2 separate regions of the Sus scrofa genome follow, and region 2 is linked to region 1. The links are chromatin contacts, called in public HiChIP or PLAC-seq maps. All regions are on one chromosome and are shown on one strand. Each heading gives the region's core, a stretch centred on a gene start, on an enhancer-like site or on the middle of the called end of the contact. The rest is flanking DNA. Distances are from core to core; before and after follow the strand shown.

Region 1 (4,808 bases), core at 1,631-4,130:
TCCCAGGCCAGGGATCAAAGCTTCGCCACAGCAATAACCCAAGCTGCTGCAATGACAATACTGGCTGCACCACAGGGGAACTCCCAGATTATGGAAATTAGATGGAGATGGGGTTATTTCTCCCCTTATATAAAAAGGAGTATGTATTAAATAAGGAAATCACAAAATTCATGAGTATAGGTTTAAAGCTATTTGGAACTTAGCCTCCTGTCAGAAACACATAGAGGCACACATGGTGCTCGCTCCTTATGACTTAGGCCCCTCAGATTTGTTCCACAGGATGTGACATTTCCTCTGCCCACTTTTCCTGCCTCTTTCCCAGTCATGGGACTCTTATTCTCCCTGACAAGTAAAGAGTGACAAGATCTTTTTTAAAAAAGATCAGTAGGTCTAAATATAAAATTTTAAATGTATATACCTGCCTCTGAAATTATCTTATTAAGGATACCTTCATAATAATCCTTTCATTTCATTGCAAAAGACACTATTGTAATAGCATGGCTAGGAAGGAAACACAGCTAATTATCAAGATGAATCATTTGGCAAGAAGGAGAAAGTTCCCTGTGTGTAAAAATATCTAGTGATTGACATGTTATCAAATTTCCACAAAGTGGATTTCCATGCCATTTAGACCTTGATTTCTTTTCCCCATAGATCACAAGAACCTTCCTGACCAGGATTCATGTCGGATAAATAACATGTTCCCTTATGAGTGAAAAGCAGAGGCTTCTGTAAGGCAGTTAAAAGACCAAGATGCTAGGAGTTCCCTGGTGACTCAGCAGGTTAAGGATAGGACTTGTCACTGCTGTGGCTCAGGCCATTGCTGTGGGGTGGTTTGATCCCTGGCCTGAGAACTTCCACGTGCCTCAGGCATGCCCCACCTCCTCCAAAAAAAGATCAGCAGTGCTCTCCCCACCCCACCGCTGATTTCAGCATCATTCCTGTCCGTTCCCTCACTCTGCAGGCCCTGGGGAGTCACTGGGTGATTCTGAGCAGGGGAGCGTCTGGATTGACTCAGGCTTTCACCAGATCTCAAAGGCTGCTCCAAAGAGATGGGACTGGAGGAGGGTGGGGCCGTTCTTTCCCTCTGACTTCGAATTTCTTCAGCCTTTCCTGGTCCCTGGGCTCCAGCGCACTGCTGTCCTTGCTGTTTCTTGAATCCCCGAAAGCTCTCACTTGGGCCTTTTGACCGAGCAGTCCTCTGCCCGGAACCCTCATCCCCCAGGTATCCAGGGCCTCCTCACAGATACCTGCACCCTCCCCCATCTCTATCTCTTCCTAGTACTTACTGCCATCTGACATACCAGGTACAGAACTTCCTGAGTTCATGATGGGGTTAATATCCCAACAAACCCACCGTACGTTGGAAATACCATAGTTCAAAATGCATTTACTACACCGAGGCTACCAAACATCCCAGTTCAGCCAGGCCCACCTTACATGGCCTCAGAACATTCCCATCAGCCTGAAGTGAGTGGGGCAGAACCCTCTAACACAAGGCCTGTTTTGCAACAAGGGTCGAGGAGTTCCCTGGTGGCTCAATGGGTTAAGGATCTAGTGTTGTCACTGCCGTGGCACAGGTTCGGTCTCTGGTCCAGGAACTTCCACATGCTTCAGGCACGCCAAAAAAAAAATCCCCTCTCCCCCCAAAACCCCACAAAGGGTTGACTATCTCATGGAATTTCTGGAGGTCTGTACTTAGAGGGGAAAAGAGGATGGGATGTGGGCCCAAATGGTGGTCAGTGTGTTGGTTGTTCACCCTTGTGTCTGGAGGCCATGGCTGCCCTGCCCAGCATCAGAGATGGGGTTGCACTGCACGTCGCTCACCCAAGAAAGGTCCATATACTAACTTCTGGGTACGGTTTCTACTGAATGCATGTGGCTTCTGAGCCATCATGAAGTCAAAGCGTCCTAAGCAGGGGGCTGTTTGTGTTTGACTGTGTCAGTCTCCCCATACATGGGGGAGGGGTCCGCTGGGAAGGGCTGGGTGCCTTCCCGGCTGGGTCCCTAACACCCACACCAGGTGGAGCCCTGGCACGTGTCACATGCATGTCCCAGTGAGCGCCTCCCAGCCCCCGTCTTGGTGGAGGGCATGAAGCAAAGTGTGGAAGCACACTGTCACCTCAGTGGGGCCTTCCTGGAGTTTAGCCTTGTGTCAGATGCCCTGTGGTGGAAGGATGTTCGTAGCCACGTTTTCCAGGCTGCACACACACCTCCAGCCACCATTCTGTTTATGGGCCAGGCCCTGGCCAGCGCTGCAGGTGGATCAGTTGCTGGATCCCCAAAACCCTCATGACTTCCGGGGCCATTATTCCTGGGGAGCCCCCCAAGCCCCCTTGCACTTGGTCCCGAGCCGGCACCAGGCCACTTTCCAGCCTGCGCCCAGGCCCCTCTAAGCCCCTGGCCTTGCTCGGTCCTTCCTGCGGCTGCTGCGTGGTGCCACATAAAGAGGGAAGACCAGAGTTTGCAATTTGGTTAAAACGTCTGCGGTTTCACCACTCTTCAGCGAGGGCACACTCCTGTGCCTATTTTCATCATCATGACTCATCCTCTCCTCCCTTACCAGGCTGGCTTCTCTCTCACGTGAATACTGGCAAGAATCCGCATAGCCTTTTCTTCCTGACCTGCCTCTGTTCAGGCAGAAATGATGGCCCCTCACAGCTCTCCTACCAGGCTCCTTTTGTAAATAATCTAAACGTATTTTCTCAAAGTAGAAAGAAAGGTGCTATATTGCCGGTCCCACAATGTCCTTGTTTTGCTGGATTGCAAGTCCCTGAGATTTAAACAAACGTTCTCTGTCCCCAAATCGGTACCGTGCAGCTCTGAGCTGAAAAGGGAGGACAGTGTCAATGCCACTCCTGGCTCCAGGACCCCTGACCCCCCCCAACCGTGCCCTGGTTCGTGGGCTCCCTCCACCCCCACCCCCTCCATCCCTTAATGAGGCCACAGCCTTATGCTTTAGAAATACTGTGAATATGACTGAAGATAAAAGTCTCCCCCCTCACACCACCCCCATTATCATTATTCTGAAACCAGAGATGAAGTGGAAAACAGATTTTGAGACTTTAAAAATTATTCCTTGCTGTTCTTCAGCGGCAAAATTCAGATAAGAAAGCTTATCAATTCTACTTTTGTTTCTACTCAAAATCTCATGACTGCTCACTCAAAGGCCCCTTGTTTTCATCTTCAAACACAGTTCACAGTGTCCCGGATGGATGGCAGCCTGTCCTGGGCTCTGGTATTTGGATGGTACGTTTATTCCCTGGGGGAGGAAGTAACAGTTTGAGATGGGGCAGGGCTGGGGTGCCGGGGCACGCTGATCATGCTGAGAAGTCTGAGTTTGCCAGGATTCTGATGGAGCACTCCAGTTCCGTGGTCTGTTGCTGAAAATAATTATGGTTGCTTTTGTTCCTGGAACTTTTGAGAGAAAAAGCAATGTGCAGTGGCTTGGAGAGTCTAGTTTTCAAATGCAAACATGGGTTCTGAGTAGACTTGGCCAGGGTGTCATTTTCTCTTTAAAGAGAAAATGGTTCCTCAATTTGTCTCTGTTGTCTTGATGTTTGTTTGGATTCCCAGGGCGGCTAGTCAGCCTGGGCGCTTGGCCTCAGAGCAGGGGGCCTGACCGTGGCACACCACCTGGGAAGTCTGTGTGCCAGGGGAGGGGCTTCAGCCAGGAGGCCAGGCTGATTTTCAAGGCGGAACTGGACTCTTCACTCTAAAACACCTAGTACACAGAACTATTAGAAATTAAAATTCCTATTCTGGGGGGGTGGAAAAAGGCACACAGAAGTGTCACTGTCAGAGGTATGATTTGCTTCAAATCTTTTATGGTAGGAGCTGCAAAGCTGAGTTTACTTTCTAGAAGATTGCATTTGGTTACTGAAAAAGGATTTTTATTTTATTTTGCTTTTTAGTGCCAAAACCTGTGGCAGTTGGAAGTTCCCAGGATAGGAGTCAAATCCTAGCTATAGCTGCTGGGCTGTACCACAGCCATAGCAATGCCAGATCCTTAATCGACTGAGTGAGGGCAGAGATCGAACCCGCATCTTCATGGATACCCATCAGATTCTTAACCTGCTGAGCCACAACAGGATCCTGCAAGAGGATTTTATTTCCAAACTAGTATGCTTGTTTTTCCCAAGAGTCTTGGAGTCCAAGAGAGTCCAAGAGTCTTGGAGTGGGGAAAAGTCATGTTTTAATGGGAAGACTTCTTTTGACTGTCCATAAAATGGCATTTAAGTAGAGGTCAGCAGTTTCTCTGCACCAGATTAAAGAATGTTGGAATAACCTGGTGGCTTAGTGGGTTAAGGACACAACGTTATCACTGCTGTGGTGCAGGTTCAGTCCCTGGCTGGGAAACTTCCACATGCCACGGGCATGCTCCCCCGACTCCCCAAAAAGAATGTCGTGCTGTGTAAAGGGAGGTTTGCCCTTTATATTCATTACTAACCAAAGGCTAGTGATCCATCAGGTTTTTGTGGCTAGGATAGCTGAGCTGTATTGTTATCACAGCTGTCATAGCTGTGGATTGTTTGTGCGTATGGAGGGCAGGTGGTGGGCTGTGGACTATGTCACCGAATTATGTAAAATAATGAGAATAGTTACTTTTGCCCAAATCCGAGGCGCACAGCTAGAAGAGTGACTGCCATCCTGCTGGGGAAGAACATTGTGGCAAACACCGGGTCTGTTTTGAAATGTTCTAAAACCAGACCATTAACACAGTGAGGCATTTTAAAAGCTAACTCGCTACGTGTTTGGAGAGAAACACATAGCCTCTTATTAGGAACATGAAACAAACCTTTGAGCAT
Region 2 (4,808 bases), core at 1,570-4,069, 180 kb after region 1:
AAAAAAAAAAACACCATAGTAAGTAGCATTATGAGATGAGATTTGTTAATTCTGCTTAAAGCAAACCAAAAACAACCCAAAAAAGTAGAGTTAAACATTAAACTACATTAAAATTATTTTTCTCCTTTTCCTAAGTCTATATTTCTATAATTATTTTCTGTCTTAGGAAAAGCAGACTCCAGGATACCCAAATTAGGTAAAGTGACCAATACTCCATTGAAAAGAAATCTTGAATGAGGTGCTCATTTCCAAGATATAAACTTAAACACAATTCACTTAGGAAGGTTTAAGGAAAAAAAAATGTAAATAATGATAGCATTTTTATTACTACCCAATGTTAGAATGAACCATTTTAGCTAAAGATCCAAATCTATTCATATTATTCAACCCTTAAAAATATGATAAATACTCTATTTAACATCAAGTGGTCACAGGAGTACTGCTGAAAGAACAGGGGAAAGATGAGAGCTGGTGATGAGCTTGCAAGGGCATGGCTTTCTTAAAAACAACCAATCAATTCCAGGTCATCTGTTTTGCAGTTGCTATTGGGATCTTATGAATCATGACCTCTCCCCACCCTCCATCATTCAGAGAAATGAATTATGTATGAAAAAGGTACTGAAAACATTTACTTCCAATAAAAAAATATATATCAATAAATTTGATCTTAAAATTAATTTGGTAAATTAAGGAAAGTCTGGCCACTGGAGAACCATATACAAAGGATATTATCCACTCTCTAAAATTATCCCTCATGTCAGTCCTGAATGTTAAATCCACTGTATCTTTAAAAGTTTGGAGAATTTTCAAATACTATGTCTTTATTTACTACAAGACCCAACAGATAAGTCTTCACGTATAATGTTTAGCATGATTATTTACAGAAAGCAAATTTGATTTCATAATCAAGCTAGATATATTACAAACAGACATGTCTCTTATTTCAAGTTCACAAAAAAGAACCCTCATCTCGAATGCACACAAATATTTAAGAGTGAAGTCTCATGATGTCTTTAACTTATTTTTAAATGGGATTCAGCAAAAGAAAGAAAAAATATATGTGTAGTATAAATATAATCTGTATAAATATGGAAGAGAAAGCAAAGAATGTGTCAAATGTTATCAATGCTGGATCTATGGGTATTCAGAGTACTTTTTCCAACTCTTCTGTGAAAATTTTCAAAGTAAAAAAAGCTGGAGGAATAAAATGCCGACTGACTTCTAGTTTTCCTGTGTTTTAGCCATTACCCTGAATATTTATGTTCAGTCCCTTCTTTTTTGCTTCAAGTCACTTCTACCCTTGTTTAAAACAGCCATTATAGAATTGTTATGTCTTTTAACAAAAATCATAACTCTAGGAAAGAGCTTTTTTTAAAGTAGATTTCAAGGCTGGTATCAGTGAAATTGTTTTACCTGAAAGTTAACATCTTCTTTCTTAAATATTAGTGCTCGAACTTCATCAGGATCTCCATTAAATATAGCTTGCACCAGTGATGGCTAAAATACAAGAGAGTAATAAAAACATTAATCACACCACAAGAAAAAACTAAATTTTTTCTTCCGTATCATAATAATGATCACTTGGCTTTTGACATGAATCTAGTTTCATGAAGTCAAACTGCATGAAAGTATAGGATTCTTCCTTGGAAATAAAAGAAGGCCTAATTAAAAAAAAACCAATTCAGCATGACCAAAATTAGGTAGTATAATAAGTATAATCGGATTTTATTTTACGAGTGCAGGCCTTTTACTTATGTATCTGACAAAAAGGATGTCTCTTTCAAATACAAGTGAGACATCTCAATATCTACTTGTGGGACACAACTTGTCAGACATGCAGTTATCAGTCCATGTGGAAGCCCAAGAAAGAAGGCCTCCTTGAAAAGTTCTGTTTAGGGCACCAAAGTAATTTGCATGGTTAGCATTACATGCATAAAGATAAAAATCCAAAGAAACAAAACCTGGTAGTTGATGAAAATCAACACTATTCAAAGACCAAAAATTACTGTATACCTGAATAACACGAAGGGGCAGACAAGTGCCTGTCTAAATACAAAAATTTCTTCATCAATGACATAGCCTCTCTAATAAGGTATGTTATTATATCAATTAAACAACAGTATTCAAATTAAGGTTAAAGATGAAGTCTGATTCCTTTTCACATTACAGCTGTGCATATAAGTACATAAAATCCGTTACTTTCTAAAAGGCTGTGCCTCAGTATTGCTGGCAGTAGTCAACCTTTCCTATAACATACATTTCCTCATTCTTGTTACATCAGTTTTTAAAACCACAAAGTGAAAACAGAAACATGGTTGCTATAACTACTATTCTCAAATTATTTTTAAAAGTCTTTTTAAGAGATTAAGAGACAAAGTCTGAAGTGATATCTAAACATCTCAAAAAGCGAAAATCAGAAATGTGTGCATTTATACACACATAATATTGCATCATATTCACACACTTACATGGCTTTCATTTGGATTCTTTATGAAACTAGTGGAAATGTTTATTCTTAAAAAGTAAAATTTACCCTACTAGTTCAGTAGAATACAGTAAATACATAAACTCTCGTATCTTACCAATACATTTCCTGAAGGTGAAGAATGTAGGGATTTATTTTCCTGTGGCAATTTAGAAATGAATGCAGGAGGCTCATCTTCTACCTCCTCCAAAACAACAATACACACTCGACTCATTCGCTCTTTTAAAAAACTGAATTCTAAGCTATGTGATAAAAGTCACAGTTGGAAGAGCACAAGTAGTTTTTCCTCCTCCTCTTCTGTACAACACTCTGAATCATTCTCTGAACAGCGAAGCTGGTTTTTTAAAGTTAATAAGTACCATCGGAAAAAGTGAAGTTTAAAATTATACCTACATAACTTGTAACTTCCTAAAAACAACAAAATTCTATTTTTTTTTTTTGTTGGGTTGCTATAATACTTAAAAGAAATTTCACATCAACATGTCAACAACTAAAGCAGTGCAGTACAAGCTCATTTAAAAATACTTCCCCCTACCAAAATAGTCATTTTCTGTTTCACAGAAATTGACTTGATCATTGGATAACAATGCCACACACTGCAGAGTAAGATGAGAAACAACTGCTGTGGCAGAGATGATCACTCTTGCCTGCAAGGTCATATAGTTACCAGTAGCTGCCTTGCTTATAATCGAAAATAAAAAATAAAATCTCACTATTCTGTTTCCACTTCTAATTTATCTTCATTTCTTCAGTTTCAATGGTTTGATGCAGATACTATCCAGAAAAAAATACATCCAAGAGCTCAACACAAATTCTTAAAATGTTGCTCAGAGGTTGACAATTCTTACTGTGTTTGAGAAAGAAAAAAGACAACAGTCTGCATTAATAGCAAAGCTGCAGTACATTTACATGCGATGAGTCAGACCACAAGAGACAATAGGACTCTTGGTGCTGGAATACGGCTTGATTAATCCAGATATCCCATGTAAGAGAAGAAACACAGTTAGCTTTATTCCCATGGACAGTACAAGCGAGGCGCAGCGTTCATTCCTCCTCCATCAGGCAGTTGTCTGTGGTGCTCCAGTAAAAGGGCACAGGCACCCAGCAAAAACCGTGTTAGCGGAGAATCCTAATGGAACAGGCAGGCTGCGAAGGAATTAGAAGGCATTTGAGCTCAAATTACTGCTTCAGGCTTTTCATTAAAGAAAAGGGGAGGGGGGACCCCAGTAGTTTATCACTCCAGTGTTTTCTTTGATCTCCACATGAATACAGCTTCCATTAAATAGTCTTCATTCAGAGAAAAAAACAGCAGACTGTGCATCTTCTTTGAGCCAACTACTTTATTCAGTCATCTGCCTCTGTGCCAATATAGTTTCCTTCCACCGTGAAAACCGCTACAGTTATCCTTTTCAGTCAATTTTAGATGCTTTCCTGTTCCTCAGATGATCTTGCAAAACGCCACAGACACCACCAAATGAGTAGATCCTTGAAAAATCGAGGAGCCCAGGATCGGCCCCACAGAAGCATTCCAACTGAGCAACAGTCTGAAGAGCAAAGACTGCAGAACTGCAGGATGAAATGCCTAGTAATGCTCACATGTTACACTTACCAGAGAGCTGAGCTACTGCTCGGGATGTAACTTCCTCTAGCAGGAGAAAAAAATAGTGCATTTGGACAGCCTTCACAATTAGAAGGTTCATGCCAGTTCTGTGACTAATCCAGATCAAACTAAAAAATTCTATAACTGAAAAATGAGTGCGCTTTTAACATTTTCCACTAAAAGCCACAAGGAAATCTGGTGTACTGCCTCTGCTGACTAACACTGGTTTCAGCAAGTAAACAATTCCAAACAGCTTAACTGCTTTCGTATGTTACAATACAGCAAATGTTTAACCCTAAAGTGACAGTTTCAGTAAGAACATCTGCAGTAAACCCATGAAAGAGAACTAGAGATGAAGAAGTATTTCATGAGAATATAAACACCATGAACCTAAGGTTTTCTTTTTATTATTTTACCAAGATCATTTTTTAACCTACTAGATGAATGCTGTTTTCAAGAATGCAAAGAAGTTTAAACAAAAGAAATTTAAGGTCTACTAACAACTTCTAAGTTGTTGAATTTAATAAATCAAGTCATACTTTCAGAGAAAAAAAATTTCATATTTCAGAAATCCTAATTCTAAAATTCTATCGATCATTCGAATTTCACAATGAAATGAAATAATTCTATCTTCCTATCTGGATATGGAATAAAGCCTTAAAATCTGTTAAACAGCTTCATAAAACTATTGTTTCAAGCCCTTGGTAGTAAATTATCTGTAAT

What was found. HiChIP or PLAC-seq counts read pairs in DNA pulled down with a chosen protein or histone mark.
Region 2: an H3K27ac HiChIP or PLAC-seq map of skeletal muscle shows a contact between it and region 1. The contact joins the promoter of ANKRD28 here to the enhancer-like site in region 1. A contact is called at or near these places in 5 of 47 Hi-C or Micro-C datasets (alveolar macrophages, embryonic fibroblasts, omental adipose tissue and 2 more) and 2 of 2 datasets of contacts at active chromatin or transcription factors (alveolar macrophages and skeletal muscle).

What each region holds. Positions count from the first base shown.
Region 1 is chr13:2,877,786-2,882,593 of Sscrofa11.1, forward strand. The region is part of intron 1 of BTD (biotinidase); the gene reads left to right. Among named protein-coding and RNA genes, the nearest start is that of HACL1, 39 kb to the left of the region's middle. Within about 2 kb of position 2,881, at least 27 of the 83 cell types and tissues checked have an H3K27ac peak or open chromatin away from gene starts, as enhancers often do. A contact at or near this core is called in omental adipose tissue, retroperitoneal adipose tissue and skeletal muscle, where this site is marked.
Region 2 is chr13:3,054,794-3,059,601 of Sscrofa11.1, forward strand. ANKRD28 (ankyrin repeat domain 28) reads right to left here and starts at 2,820. Exons shown (of 28, transcript NM_001206449.1): 1 at 2,574-2,820; 2 at 1,414-1,497. The coding sequence starts at 2,699.